Regions from separate parts of the Anas platyrhynchos genome. Here region 1 is linked to region 2. Evidence: chromatin contacts called from public Hi-C data. All regions are on one chromosome and are shown on one strand. The core of a region is the stretch at or near the end of the contact, and the rest is flanking DNA. Distances in the headings are between cores, read along the strand shown.

What was found. A called contact is a pair of places that touch in the nucleus more often than the background predicts.
Region 1: a contact with region 2 is called in a Hi-C map of subcutaneous adipose tissue, with 2.5 times the contacts expected there. The contact joins the promoter of SNAI2 here to the enhancer-like site in region 2. A contact is called at or near these places in 2 of 8 Hi-C or Micro-C datasets (skeletal muscle and subcutaneous adipose tissue).

What each region holds. Positions count from the first base shown.
Region 1 is chr2:46,813,007-46,820,306 of IASCAAS_PekinDuck_T2T, forward strand. SNAI2 (snail family transcriptional repressor 2) reads right to left here and starts at 2,802. Exons shown (of 3, transcript XM_005010199.6): 1 at 2,482-2,802; 2 at 1,374-1,919; 3 at 1-443. The coding sequence starts at 2,560. The coding sequence ends at 262. LOC119715952 (a long non-coding RNA gene) reads left to right here and starts at 2,862. Exons shown (of 4, transcript XR_005263505.2): 1 at 2,862-2,976.
Region 2 is chr2:46,509,508-46,516,993 of IASCAAS_PekinDuck_T2T, forward strand. LOC101805170 (chloride channel protein C) reads left to right here. Exons shown (of 16, transcript XM_027452102.3): 13 at 3,368-3,547. Among named protein-coding and RNA genes, the nearest start is that of UBE2V2, 97 kb to the left of the region's middle. Within about 2 kb of position 5,579, at least 4 of the 8 cell types and tissues checked have an H3K27ac peak or open chromatin away from gene starts, as enhancers often do. A contact at or near this core is called in subcutaneous adipose tissue, where this site is marked.

The DNA of each region.
Region 1 (7,300 bases), core at 1,552-4,051, 300 kb after region 2:
AAGAATGTGAATGTGTGACTGAACAGAACTACTTAAAGCTCATTTCTACTGACATTATAAGTTCTCCCACTATTTTGTTTATTTGCTTGTTTTTTTTTTTTTGTTTGTTTGTTTTTAATGAGTGTTTTTTTTTTGGTGTTTTATTTTTTTATTTAGTTTTTGGCTGAAAAGTAGAAAAGAAAATGCCTTTGGATTTCCACTTATCATTTGAAACAGGAGTGGAGAAATGCATTGAGTCCAGGTAAACATTGACTGCATGACTCAGTGTGCTACACAGCAGCCAGATTCCTCGTGTTTGTGCAGAAGAGACATTCTGGAGAAAGTTTTGGAGCAATTTTTGCACTGGTATTTCTTCACATCCGAGTGGGTCTGCAGATGAGCCCTCAGATTGGATCTGTCTGCAAAAGCCCTGTTGCAGTGAGGACAGGAAAACGGCTTCTCTCCTAAAAAGGAAACATTAAGTAAAAATACAAATAAAGCTTTAAAAAAGAAGTACGTTTAGTACAGAAAAAACTCACTTTTATCCTAAGAAACAAGCAGACAGAAATGATTTGTTATAATAAAAACCGTGTGTAATAAAAAATCAGGCCACAGATACAGCAGCTTTCAGCACTGCTGACTGTACTTGCAGAACTCAGGCTTTCAAAATATACTGCTAAGCACAGTCTCCAAAGACAAGCTGCTGACACCTTCTGTATCTGCAGGTGCAGGCAGTATTTCTAGGCTGGGCTCCTCCCAGCATTTTCAAATATTTTCATGGCGTCTTTTCTACTTAGCTCTGTGTGAATAACTTGGAACCAGGCTTTGACTGAAAAGCAGCAAACAGCTGTACAGACATTACATTGTACCCAGTGTTATACTGAAGATCATGTTTTTGCCTCAATACAAAAAAAATTCTTTGGTGATGATGTGTTTCTAATTCGTAAGGACTTGAGATAGCGCATGCAAAACTTGCCGTTTGCTTAAGGAGTCAATGATTAGACTCAAGCATTGCCTTTCTGTTTTGCTATTTCAGAGTCAGCTGAAGCCTTCTTAAAGTTAGCATTTTCCAAAGCCTGAAAGTTAACATAAAATTCTTAAAGCAAAACCTTCAGCTAGTGGAAACAAGCTAAACTCTGGGATTACCAGAGGAGCGATGCTGATCTATGCCAGAATATGCCACACAGTTATGAGGCCATGCTGCACTTTCCTCTCACTCAGGCCCCCAAAAGGAAGAATTTGCCCATTTAATGATATATTTGAAATTGCACATATGCATTTCAAGGTCAGTCAAGAAACACTGCTGTTTTTTCTACCTGTAGGAAAAAAAATAATCAGAAAGGCATTCTGATGATATAGCAACAACAGCCTGCAATTGTAATGGTTGTTCTTACCAGTGTGGGTTCTGATGTGTCCTTGAAGTAGCCAGGGTCTGGAGAAAGCCTTGCCACAGATCTTGCAGACACATGGTAGTGTGTGGGTCCTGATGTGCATCTTAAGCGCTCCCAGGCTGACATACTCCTTGTCACAGTACTTGCAGCTGAATGATTTCCTAGACTGGGCATCACAATGCAGCTGCTTATGTTTGGCCAACCCAGAGAAAGTTGAATAGGTCTTGTTGCATAAACTGCACTGAAACTTTTCAGCTTCGATTGCATGGGGGTCTGAAAGCTTTGACTGGATTCTCTCTTCTTCATCACTAATGGGACTTTCTGAACCGCTGTGATCTTTGGAGGAGGTGTCAGAAGGTGGAGGTGGGCTGACTCTTCCCAAAGATGAAGGGTATCCAGAAAGTGGAGAGAGGTCATTAGGTAGTGGAGACGGTAGCAGCCCGGTTGTAGTCCACACAGTAATGGGGTTGTAAGCTACAGAGCTCAGGATCTCTGGCTGTGGTATGATAGGGACTGGATAGCTTTCATACAGGTATGGGGATATAATCACTGGAGAAAGAAGAAAATTTTAAGGTAAGAGAACTGAAAAGTACTTCAGAAGGCAGCAAAATTAACATTTGTGGGATTAAAAAAAATGCATAAATCAAAAACTCAGTACGGTTGTCTGAATATAGGGAGGACTAAGGAAATACTACTTGATACATACATACTGATGGGTAGAGACAGCATTATAGTTCGAGTTATAGTTTGAGTCTCTTCGAGGCAGCATGCTCTTTCTAAACCTATGCAGCCTGATACACTGAAGCAGTGAAACTTCCTGAAGGAATTGCATAAAAGTTTCAATTCCATTTCCAACAGATGTAGAACAGGAAAACTCCAAATCCTCTTATAATAACTGAGTTCAAGTGGATGAGCAAACTTTGTGATTCATTCTGCGGAGCACTGACATATTTCTCAGAACTCTCTCGTTGTAAGCAAAAGATAAAAGAGCTAGCAGTGAACTAACCCATTCTCCAAAGCCTGTAAAAGCAATCCCACCCCTCCTCTTTACCGCCACACCATAAACACAACCTCAGAAGCAAAGCGGCGGCCATCGATCTCGTTTTGTTACCTGTATGAGTGTCCAGTTCGCTGTAATTTGGCTTCTTAGATGAATTGAAATGCTTCTTGACCAGGAAGGAGCGTGGCATTTTGAATGCAGGGTTTCTCCTTCTTCCAGAGCCTCCTTTCGGATTCGTGTAACGGTGCCCAGCTGGTGTGCAGCACGCACGCACACTATCACTGCTGGTGCATCGGTCCCTATCGCATTGTCTGCCCCGCGCCGTCCATGCACTCTGCTTGTGTAGTGGCAGTGCAGAGGCGCCTTGAAAAGTGCTGTAAATACCCACAAGTCAGGTGCAGGGGGGAAGGGTTTTCTGCTCCTCCAATCACTTCTGGATGTTCTCAAGCACTTTTCCAAACAGCCTGTTTTTTTGGGAGGGCTCCTCGCAGGACGGATCCAATCCCTGCTCGGAGGCTTTGCTTCAGGTTTCAGCTCCTCCCGCTGGAGACAGCTGTGAACAGAGGAGCTAGTCTGTTGTCAGAGCACATTATCCTGCTGCAAAGTGTATGTTGCTTTTCAGAGTTTCTGTCTAGAAAACCGTGTTGGTCATAGTGTTTCTCTCTCTCTTTTTTTTTTTTTTTTCATAATTATTTTATTTTATTTTATTTTTTTAAAAAGGTCAGTTTACTGGTTCAGCTGACCCTCCTTTTTTTTTTTTTTGTTCTTGGGTAAGTCACGTGTACTAAAAGACTTTTTTTTTTTTTTTTTTTAAATCTATGTGGTGTGTAAAAATTTATCTGTCTGGTTTCCAGATGCTTGATATAAGAATTACAATGGAACAAACTGTTCATTAAGGGCAGAAGGGGGGGACCTTACAAGATAACAAACTAGCCAGCAGAGCTAATGGAAGGTTTTGAACAGACTGTGTGCCGCTCTGTTTGGGAGCCGCCTTTGAAAAGTTGTGTTCAGGAAATGCTGGAGACTAGCAGCATGCTTCCCTAACCTGGCCCTTCCAGGCAGAAAAGCCAGCAAGATACTTCAAATGAGTCAAAGCAGAGGGAGCAGCCCATGAAAAGGCAACATATTTCAGAGCTGGGTGATAGGTTTTATATGTTACACACATGCATACTGCTTCAGACTGTCCATATGATGGATACTTTAATTTTTTACTTTAAAAATCTGCAGAATGCAAAACCCCGACCTTTCCTTCTTTGGGAGTAGTTATGTCACTCTTTTGCCTATCCTCTTAGAGCATTGCCAAGGAAATTTTCCTAATTATCCAAAGCAGTCAAAAGATGCACAGATAAGCAAAACCCCCAAAATTATAGACTGGGTAATTTAAATGTCTCTTAAATGTAATTCTCCATTAGTATATTTAGGACCTCTTGAATTCCTATGAAGGTATAATCTGAGTTATGTATTTCATTTAGGATGAAAGTCTCTCAAATGTGCCACAGAATTTTCTGGTTATCTAGATTGATTTTGAGAAGCCATTTAGTCACAGATATGATTTTTAATTTTAAAACATTTGCATTTTGAAAATGTGGACGGCTGAGCACTGGAGGATTTTTAACAGACCACACTTTGACTGAGTCCTGCTCTGTCCTCCCCCCCTCTCTTCCCCCTTTGCGTCTTAACTCCACCTGCCTGGGCACATATTGGTATGCCGTGCCGGCGTGCCGCTAGGGCTCTGTCCTGTTGGGAGGGGTGTTGCACGGAGACCACCCCAGCCTTTTTTTTTTTTTCTTTTGCAGCAGGTGTTGGAATAGAGACATGAAAAAAAAATCTCTCTCTGGTTCTGTTAAGACACGTAAGAGCAAAGTGCTTTGTCAAGCTGCATGACTTCTTAATCTTTGGGATGCCAAAACAAGTGCAGGGAAAGTTAGCCATTTTCAAGAACTGATTAAAAAGATTCAGCTGTTCAGTGTCTAGCTCTGGTGTGTGTCAGTGAAAGGTGTCACATGGATTTCCAAGCTGCAGGGAACACACCCAGACTAGGGAAGGAAAGGGAAAGTGGCAATGAAAGGGACTCCCAAGTTACCTGCTTTCTATCTGGGGTGGAGGAAGAAATGCAGCTCTTCACAGCACAGAAAGCAGTGCTGGCCAGAACACAAGCTGTTGCTTTCCTCCTCCGTAAAGGAATGAAGAAATCTACAACACGTTTTTGAAAGGGGTGTTTGTGGCACCGGTCCCCTCTCAGCTCTTCCATCTGAGAAGTACCCGTCCCCCGCCAGCTCTGGGAAAGCATTGCATTTCAGGATGTGAGGCATTAGTCTGTATCTAAATAGTCTGTTACATGAGCTGTGATTCAGACTTTGAGCTGGTTTAAGTTTGTGTGTTGAAATGAATGGAGCCATGCAGATTTTCACTGGCTCGAGATCTGTTCCTTTGTATATTTGTTAAAAGTAAAGGGTCTGATTCACCAGTGAGGTACTCCCTCTCGGGGCATTTTCACCAGCATAACACCGGAGTGATGCAGTTTAAATTAATTGCACTTATATAAATCACAGAAGCGTAAGCAGTTAGCCCACTGGCTGAGCTGATTGAAGGATGTTAGGAATTGGATAGAAGGCATGTTATTACATGGTTCTGAAAGGATATTAGCAGTACATACTACCTGAGTGAGGTCTGCTGTCAAAAAAAGGGAGAGTCTGTGTGAGGGGTGGGTGAGTCAGAGTAAACAGGTGTTCTGGGTGTTTACGGCAAATGTGGATGAGAGGGCACTCGCCGACGTGCAGCATCCATCCCTGAGCAAGAAAGGAAACACAAAGGTCGAGCACAGAGGGTGGGAGGGTTCCCCTCAGCCGAGGAGCCAGGGAGGTGCAGGGCTGGTGGACGGCAGCGGATGCACCCAACGGCTCCTGCTGCCTGCAGGCAAAGCCTTGCGTCCACCTCCAAAAAGTCAGGCTGAGTGCTTCCCCTGTGCATTTTACAATTAGTTGGTCTTTCGGGGCTTCTTTAAGTTGTTACTTTGAGAGCTGGTGTAAAGCTGTCTTGCTAATGCCACTGTACTGCTAATTGCTGCTCTGTGAAGCAGGTGGGAAGTGACCTGAGCACATCCGTTGCCTGAAAGCTTGGTATGTGCTTTGCACTGACAGCCTCACTAGGCCCAAAGATTCAACCATGTAGCAGATTTTATTTTTATTTTTAAGACCAGGACACTTGTTTATGTGTCTAAATAACAACTTGTGAGCTTCAGTTTCTGAGACCTCCACCAAATTCCTTTCCTGTCAAGCTTTCTGAGAAGGGTAGCAACTTTTGTTAGTTAAATGGCTTTCTGGAAATGGAAGGGTGCCAGAACTGTGTTTGTTATCAAAGAGGGAAGAAGGACCCAAGCTAAACCATTACTAGCTCAGTTTTTCTCATTAAAAAGTTTATGTCCTTACCAAGCATCAATTAATAGCAAGATCATGGATCAGTAAATATCTGGATAAGTCACAGCAGAATCATGAAAAGTAGTTTTAGAATGTTAAGTGAGTTATGCTGGATCACTGTTCCTAGAGTAGACTACATTTGTCTGGCAGCAGACACAGCAGTGTTGAACATGTTTTGCCTGGGCCTGCCATGGAGCCCATGGAAGGCAGTGCAGTGAAGTTCAGAGGAACCCCCAGGAGGCACTGAGCCCAGTGGAGCATACCAAAAATAGTTCTGGAGGGTTACTGATGCAGGTGACAACTTCGTCCCAGGAGGGGCAAAAGCAGAAGTAACTCATGCTTACAGTGTAGCTCTTTCAATTTATAAGCTTCCTTCAATCCAGAGGAAAGAATTAAATGGTTATTATGGAGGAAGAAGAATGAAAAGGATATCAGTTTTCAATAGCCAATAGTATGTAGAATATATTGGCAATTCTTCAGTCTTATTCTGTGCTTTCGTATTTCTCCCTTAGTGCCAGCTGGTATATCCTGGGAAAGTAAACCAGAAGTGTAACTTTTGGAGGCAGTAAAGGTTTAGTAGACCTAAAAGGTGAGGAGTACCTCAGCTGTAATTATGTTGAATGGCTGAGAGGGGTAAGCCTGAAATTAACAGAGTAGAGAGAAACAATTAGGAAATAGTATTCCTTCCCATTGCCCTGACATATATACCTTAGTAAATTTTTTTGAAACACATTTTTAGGAAACTTTTTTTTTTTTTTTTTTTTTTTCTCATGTTTTAATTCATCCTTCCAAATTCTGACCAGAACTATGAGCAGAAATGGCAGCAACTTTAGAGGGACTGGTATGAAATCACGTGGAACTTGGGTCTTGTATACTTAAAGTTCAATGATTCAAAATAAATCTCTGCATTTTAGAAAGTTCTTTTAATTCCAAGTTAAAATTCTTCATATTTTGAAGGTTTCACACCAATTAATACTTTTTTTTTTTTTTTTTCTTGTTTCTAAAATCAGTAGCCTTAAGTCAGAGTTATCAAGTTCAGTTATGTAATAAGATCTAAACTTCTGACATTAAGTGAGATTAAAAACCAAATTTGCTTTTAGGACATGTTATAGAACTGTGTTCCTCTGTGTTTTGGTTTATTCAGGTTTGTAATTCCAGTTTAAGCCTATTAAAGAAACGATCATTGAACCACAAAGTCTGATTCAGTCTCAACTTTCAAAGTTTTCAAAGTCAAGAAGCTTTGAAAAGGGTGCCTTAGAGGTCTAAGCCTGTCTGCAATGTTTTCTTTCTTTCTTTCTTTCTTTATATATTTATATACATATGTAAAGAATGTTAATTGTGAGGAAACTTGCCTTTATTAGTAAGATGCAAAATGGTCCCTTTTGGACCAAGTAGTTCAAGCAAGGCCGGCTTCTGTGTGCTTTCCTTCACACCTGTGGAACTTCACTGACTTAAGAGGGTTCAATTTAGAGTCAATTTAGCTCATAATGAAGGAACCTGGTCATAGTTCAATT
Region 2 (7,486 bases), core at 4,329-6,828:
ATTAGATCTGTTATGGTTAGATCCTTAAAAATTTATTTCAGTGGGAAAGCTTCCATTGGATTTAAGAGCAAAGGGGTCCAATCTACATTTCCATGAATCATTTCAAGACAGTTTACAGGGACAGGGATATTGGCTTCTTACCAAATGACTGTCCTATTTCTGTTGTAAAGCAGAGTGTCTTTGTTCCATGTTGTATCCAGAGTCATGAATGTACTCTTGAAAGGAACCTGAAACTTGGATATCATAACCTCAGTGAAACAACCTTAATGCTCTAACATGTTACACTGTTGTAGTGAATTTGGGAGAAAATGTTCTCACATATCCTATAAAAGAAAAATTGATGGTATATCTATTTCAGTTGTGTGGCTATAGCTCTGTCTCCTTGAGGAAAATCTAAACATGCGAGAAAGATCTACATGATAAAATCCAAATGTAAGTTCCTCTTATTATTACACATATAAAGGCATTTTCAAAATGGTGAATGAGATGTCTTTGCTTGAAATTTCATTGTGAAACTGAGGGCTTCGTTGCATAAACACAAGTTTGCAACAACAATGGCACTCACCCGCTAAGCAGTGTCCTTGGGAGATATTTGGGCAGGCTTGCAGTTGCACAAGAAGGAACACATCAGTAGCAGGAACCTTGCCCATAGGACTGATGCCTGCATTGTGTACATTTGATATATGAGCAATCTATCTATGGGGAGCACTACTATCTGTGGGTCTGTGAGCATGGCCTGGGCAGTTAGTGTGGCTGCAGGGGATGTGAACCTGCAGGTGCCTGAGATGGTTTTTGTGCTTCTCTGTACTAGCAGTACTCTCTTTCTGGCTCTTCTGCCAGCTTCCTCTGCCATCTCTGTATCCTGGCTGCTGTTGGGAAGGGTTATTCTGGTAAGAGTGTGTTGAGCATCCATTTAAGAACAGCTTGAACCACCAGCTGCACAAAAGGAGGGACCTAGAGCCCATAGCAGGTTGTGAGTGGCAAATGGAGCCTTCCACAATGCGAAAGGCTGGAGACCTGTAGCTCTTGGCATGAGGAGAATGGCGACTTCTCCACTTTCAGGTCTGCCAATGCAGAATAGGTTCAGTGCTCTGATAGCAGATGAGCAGGGACACATGAGTAGTGACAGCAGCCATTGGTAAAACAGTTAATGCTTTCTTTGCTACAAAGATGCCTTGGCTTTATAACAATCCTCTATAAAAGGAGGAAAGGCTATTTTTCTTGCCTTTCCCTTCCCCTCAAATCAAGCTTACTCTTTACAGTAATAGATGGAAGAATAATTGAAAGAAATGCCATCGACAACAGGCAGTGAATCAGCTCTAATACCTAGTATGTTGTTCTTACATCTGAAAAAGCTGGCCCATGATAATACAAGGTCTATAGTTCCTGTAGGCAATATGGACACTTTATAATACCAGACAAGGCCAAGATCACAGAACCGTGTAACAAGCTATGCCTTGCTTTTATACAAATGACTGATTTGAGAAAACCTAAGGATGTTTCATGGACTTCTGCTATAATTTGGAACATTTGTTTTCCATGCAATAGCGGAAAACCATGAAGTTGTGAAGATGGAAAACTTGCGTGCTGCTAGTAAATATGCTGTAGAATCTGTTGTAATGTAGCATTATTCACATTGCTCTTATTTAGAAATCATTCAGGGGTTGCGCATACTTCATGTAATTCAGGAAGCAGTTATAATTCATCATGTTTTTACATTATATCTACTATGCTAGGAATAGTATTTTTAGTAGCAATGCAGTGCATGTTGAATATAGAAAAAGTTTAAGACAGCAAAATATAGACCTATAGAGATGGAAGAGAAGAGGAGGACAAAAAGTAGTGTACTCTTTTAGGAAAAATAAAAATTCCCTGGTAGTGTTCTAAAAAAAACAAACAAAAAACACCACCACCACCACCAACAACCAACCAACCAACCAACAAACCAAAAACAAACAAACAAACAAAAAAACACATCATTTTGGGACTTTTTGGTATTATTTTAACTGTTTGGTACTAAATTCTACACTCAGACATCATGATTTGCAAGGTAAACTACTACTCATTTTAATTCAGAAACAAAATGTTTTTCAGAGAGGTTCATTTTTCTATAAGATGGTGTTCTGGTCTCTTGAAATGTGGATCTGCAATAAGATGGTGTTCCAAATTTTCCTTGCCTGCAGTCTGTTTCACATAACTGGGGATGGGCATGACGTGATTTGATGCACATAAGACTGTTCTTTTTCAGGATTCATTTAAATCCATCTCAGTTTAGGAGAAGAAGAAACTTCTTTAACAGCTGTGTGTGTGCCATGTATGAAGTGCATTGTCTTCTCAGTTCAGTTATTCTTAGACAGGTGGTCACATCACAAAACATCAGAATAACTGCCTTGAAAAAATAACCTTGTGTCTCTCAGGAGGGAGGACAATAATTAACAGCATATGGAAATAGTTGCTTTTACCACAGGGATGAAAGGTAACATTGGTAAAACAGGATGTGGGCAAATTTATGCTCCAGTTGTCTCTGACTGTGGTTTGTGTCAGCCTGTGTCTGAACAGGAGATTCTGGCTTATGATGTGTCCAGATGATAATCAGAATAATTAATGTATTTTTTGAAAATAGAAAATGTGAAACAAGATTAAAACAAGAGAAGTTCACTGACTTCTGTTGTCAGAATCTATAGGCCTATGGTTATTCTGTAGAAATCACTGCTGAATCTTGCAGAAAGTATATTTATTTTCCATTTCACTCTACTGTCAGCAGTAGCAGGTATGCATGTCTTTCTATTAATGTATGTTCATGTTTCCTGAAACTTCGCCTAGAACCTAAAAAGTGTTAGAAAATACTGGAAAAAGAAAGTATATGACTTGTAAGAAACCCTTAAGGGGCTATCTTCCTAGATGTTACTGATGAAAGAAAAAATTGCAATAATGATCGTGAGCCTGAATTTCTCTAAAGTGTTTATCTAAAGTGTTTAACTTTAAACTATTTGATATCAGTCAGAATTCCAGAGGATTTCAGTTCAGATTAATTTTTTTTTCTTTTTTTTTCTTTTTAGTGAGAAAAGTCATGCAAATTGACAAATGGCTCTTGTGATACCTTGACTAGGATGACTATGTCATACATATGGTAGAATTTATCATCTCTCACACAAAGAAAGGCTATGCTTGATAAGCAGTTTTACTGGATAATTACTTTTTTTTTTTTTTTTTTTTTTTTTTTTACATTTACAAATAAAGCAGATTGATTTCCATCTTGAAGTAATTTACTGAAGTATTATAAACTCGTCAAATGCTAACGTGGCACAGTATGCCTTATTTCCTGTTTACTAAATAATACTTTGTCTGTCTGTTTTATGTCTTTCAGGTTGAACCTGGAATTGTTCTCTGCCAGGGATGTCATGGAGCCTCACGTCAGAGTCCTTCACCTAAAGGAAAACATTGCTTCCTTGGCCCAGCTTCTTGCAAGTACAAACCACGGTGGATTCCCAGTGGTTTGCAGGCCCAAGCCAGACCACGCAGAGGTGTTTCAGGGAACTATTAAAAGGTAAAAACACTATCAAATTACGTGATATTTATGGCCATTTTTCAGATATTTTTTTTCTTAAAGCATCTGTGAAGACCATATGGGATGGTTATGAAGCTTCTTCCTACTTTAGCATGAACAGCAGGTGTTCTTTTAAGAAAGGACCTTGGAGAGATTGAGGAACATGCCAGTCTTCATTATCAAAGGTTTATTGAAGACTGTCAATGAAATGATCTTGTGTGAATTGTAGAAAAAGGTTAAATTTCCATTCATAACCTTAAAGGTTCACAGAGACAGTAAAGGGATTTGAATCTAGTTACTCATGAAATGATCCCACACCAGTTCAGAATTGGCCTGTTCCCCCATCACATTTTTTCATTTTATTAGTGTATGCTTTTAAAGGAAATGCATTAATGTAAATCATATCACAGATGAGATAAGCAACAAAGTCACTGGAAGAAAGATGCAGTGTAAACAAGAATTAGGCTAAAGGAATCCTTGCATACTAGGGGCTCTCAAAAGGCATATAAAACATCCTGATAAATGAAATATTTCTGGTACTATATTTCATGTGAGAGCAAGAGTGACTCCATCCTTTCAGGAAGGTACCTTAAGACTGTTCTTTGAGTGGTGGTGGGTCATGAGTGGGAGAAGCAGTGGCTTAATTCCCACCTTGAGTATCCTATAGGAAAGGAAAAGGTGCATATGCAACTGCTATTGCACAGGATTTCACGAAGCAAAGCTCTATGAATGTAGCTTCCAATAACCTTAATACAGACACATGTTGTCCTTTGTCCTGAATGACCATAGTACTCTTGTATGTTTCCTTGTAGATTTTTTTTTATCCCCTTCTAGTTTAACCTCTTAACTGGTGTGATCAGTCCAGGATAAATGTATTTTCTTCTATTGATCTGGATGGGGAAAAATGTTATCCGTGTATCATCATTGGAAATTTAGTTAGGGCTTGTCTCCTTGCCTGCTTTGTAACAGCTTTTCAAGGATGAAATACTGGCAGCTGGATCACACTGCCTCATCTATTGCTCTATGGTCAGCTGCAGTTTTGGACATGAAGATGGAAGGGGAATGAGTATTTTTAAAAAAAATTGTTAACTCGCTTCACTGTCAAATAAAAACACTTTGTATGAACCTTTTAGAGAATTATCTGCTTGTAGTGAGAGAATTGTACAGTGGAGATTGGTTTGCAGTGGCCTGAAGGAGTAATGACATCAGTAACTGTGAGATCATATACTTGTATGTGGTATATATATTTGCTCCCTTGTCATAAATGTTGCTAATAAGAAATGTGCTAAGGCACTAAAACCTAAATTTCTGAGTGATAGTCCACAGCGTGCACCAGTGTGGAAGATATACCATATACTAGTGTACTTGTTTAGTTCTCATCTGTCCTCAAAAATAAAAATAGAAAACACGCTAACAACTGACCCAGCCAAAGCTCCTTTTAAATTAAATTTATAGTCTCATCATTTCCTCATTAATTCATCAAATTACCTGGCAGGGAGAGTCCCAGGCTGCTGAGAAGTATGCTGAGTTTACACAAATACAGTTGTGCTTTGCAGCACAGAGCAATATTGTGTGGAACCAAGCAGAAAGGGAGGTCAGAGGGACGATCATGAGGACATCCCAAAGAGAGGCACCTTTAGAGACAACCTGATGCTACTTGACAATTCTGGTAGGCTTGTGGCTTGCTTAATTGCTAGAACTCTTTTTTGAATACATTCTGCTAGAGCCTTAAAAAGGATGAATGAAAAAGCTTTTCTCCTGCCATTGTCAGCATAAATGAGCTGCTGTTAGACTGTTTTGAGTAAGACCAAGATATTGCTTTAAATGGTTGGCAAAGCAGAAGCATTTATTTATTTTTTTGATCCAGTCCAATATTTGCTGCCCTCTGCAGTGAAACCCATACAGAGAGGTTGTCTGGGAGCAAGTATTGCGTTCTGGCATGCTCTGTCAACACCCTTCCTCACCCCACCGCATGCCCAGCTGCCTGAGAATTTCTGAGATGATCTCTGGATACCTTGTTCCCAGCAGTGACCGCACGCGGCTTTGCTCTTCTGCTATGGGTCCTCACCAACACTAGGAAAGGAATGCTCTGCAGCCACCCTCTGAAACAAGCCTCCAAAAATGTGATGCGTCATGGAATTAGCGTATTCATAACCATAAGTAGTTAGGCTCTGGTTTTCCATCTTACTCATAAAATTACAGCTCTTGTGGCATGTAACTGTTAAGATGAAGATGAGAAATGCTGTGAACCCCACAAAGGAAAAAGGTGCTCTTCAGCCTCTTACTGTGGAGGATCTAATGCAATTCCATGTGGGGGTGACATAGCCATAGGCAGAAAAAGGATCATTTGTTTTTCCATCTTGTACATCATCAGCGTTTAAGTGGAGAAAATGTAGCTTGCCTGTCATGTTTTGAAAAGGTGGATGAGGGAAGATGCAATAATAATTGCCACGATGTTTTTCTTGAGAATTGCCTTAGGCATTATTATTGATTCTTATTTTTTTTTATTTTTTTAAACATGGCACAAAAATGTTGGTATTACATTGCAAAAATGGGGGCAAAGAGCTAAAGAAAGAAAAGAAGCATCTTATCTGCTAAGCTTGCATGAAGGCAGCAGCAACTCTTATTTTTTTCTTACTGTTTCCCATTTATGTGTGTTTCTGTACTTCTTCTCGTGAAATGTGCATGGAAATAACACTGAAAATTTGACTGAATGCAAAAATTTTTCAGTATTTGCCTACACTTGGAAACTGCAGTGGTGAGAATTTCTGTACAAGGACAGAATGTTGTTATTTTTGTAATACATACGAACGATTTTCACCCTTTGTAAAGAAAAGGTCAATGTCAGTTCTTAACAAATGCAAGGACTGTGGCCAAGAAGTGTTGGCTGGGACTTGCATGGACCTACAAATGCACCTCAGTGCTGGCCTGAGCAAACACACAGATACTCCAATTTTATTAAAAAACAAACAAACAGACAAAAAAAAATCTTCAAGTCCTGCTTAGTGGGGCCAGATTTTTCACCTAATCTTTGTGATCTGGATAGTTACCTACTGGGTATCAAGATGAGATCACCAAACACATTTTTACTTGGGTGACCTAAATCTGAAGCTGTTATCTTCCCCAGTCGAGTAAGCAGTAGAGACTAAAAACGAAAACAACTACTAAAGAAAACTCCTTGGCTTTAAAATTGCTAAAGAGGAAGCAAGCTGTAGCTGAGAAGCCAGTTTCCAAAACAAAGATCTCCTCAGAGTAACACTCTTGACACTTTGCCATAGGCAGTGCTGTATGCATGCTTGGGAAACCCTTGCAGAATTGTGTTTGAGGAACATGTGGCTGGTGAGCTAGATGCACGGCACTGATAGGGATGCTCGACCTGTTGTGTGCAATGCAGAGTGCTCAGGGACTGCCTCCCCGCCTTCATTTCTCCCCAACAATGAAGATTCTTGCACATGAGAATACAACAGGCTATTCTTTTGCACTGCAGCTGAAATGCCTGCCCCATCTACCCCCCAGCATCTGCAGAAAGGGAGCTGGGCTGTTATGAATGTGCTTGCCCAGAGTCTGCTGAGAGCTGTGAATGTCATGGCCTACATTGCAGGCCCTTCTGGCTAGGAAGACAACTGTGCCCCAGGTGGAACCCGTTCTTCAGAGAGGCCTGAGGACAGGACCACTGCCTGCCTTCCCTGGAGGCTTCAGCCAGAGACACTGAGTGAGGCTGTAAATACATACCGAGGAGTTGCTTGGGGGGTCCCCTGTCTCTTGTCTTGGCTGCTGTAGTCTGTGGCTGCAGATCCTGCTCCAGAAGGAAAAGATAGAGTTGTGTTTCTGCCTAATTTCTGTGAGACCAGAACTGAAAAAAGAACTATTTTTTTTTTGTTTCCACACGTGTTACAATGTACTAGCGCAGGGCTGCTGTAGGGCAATGAAGTGGTTCTG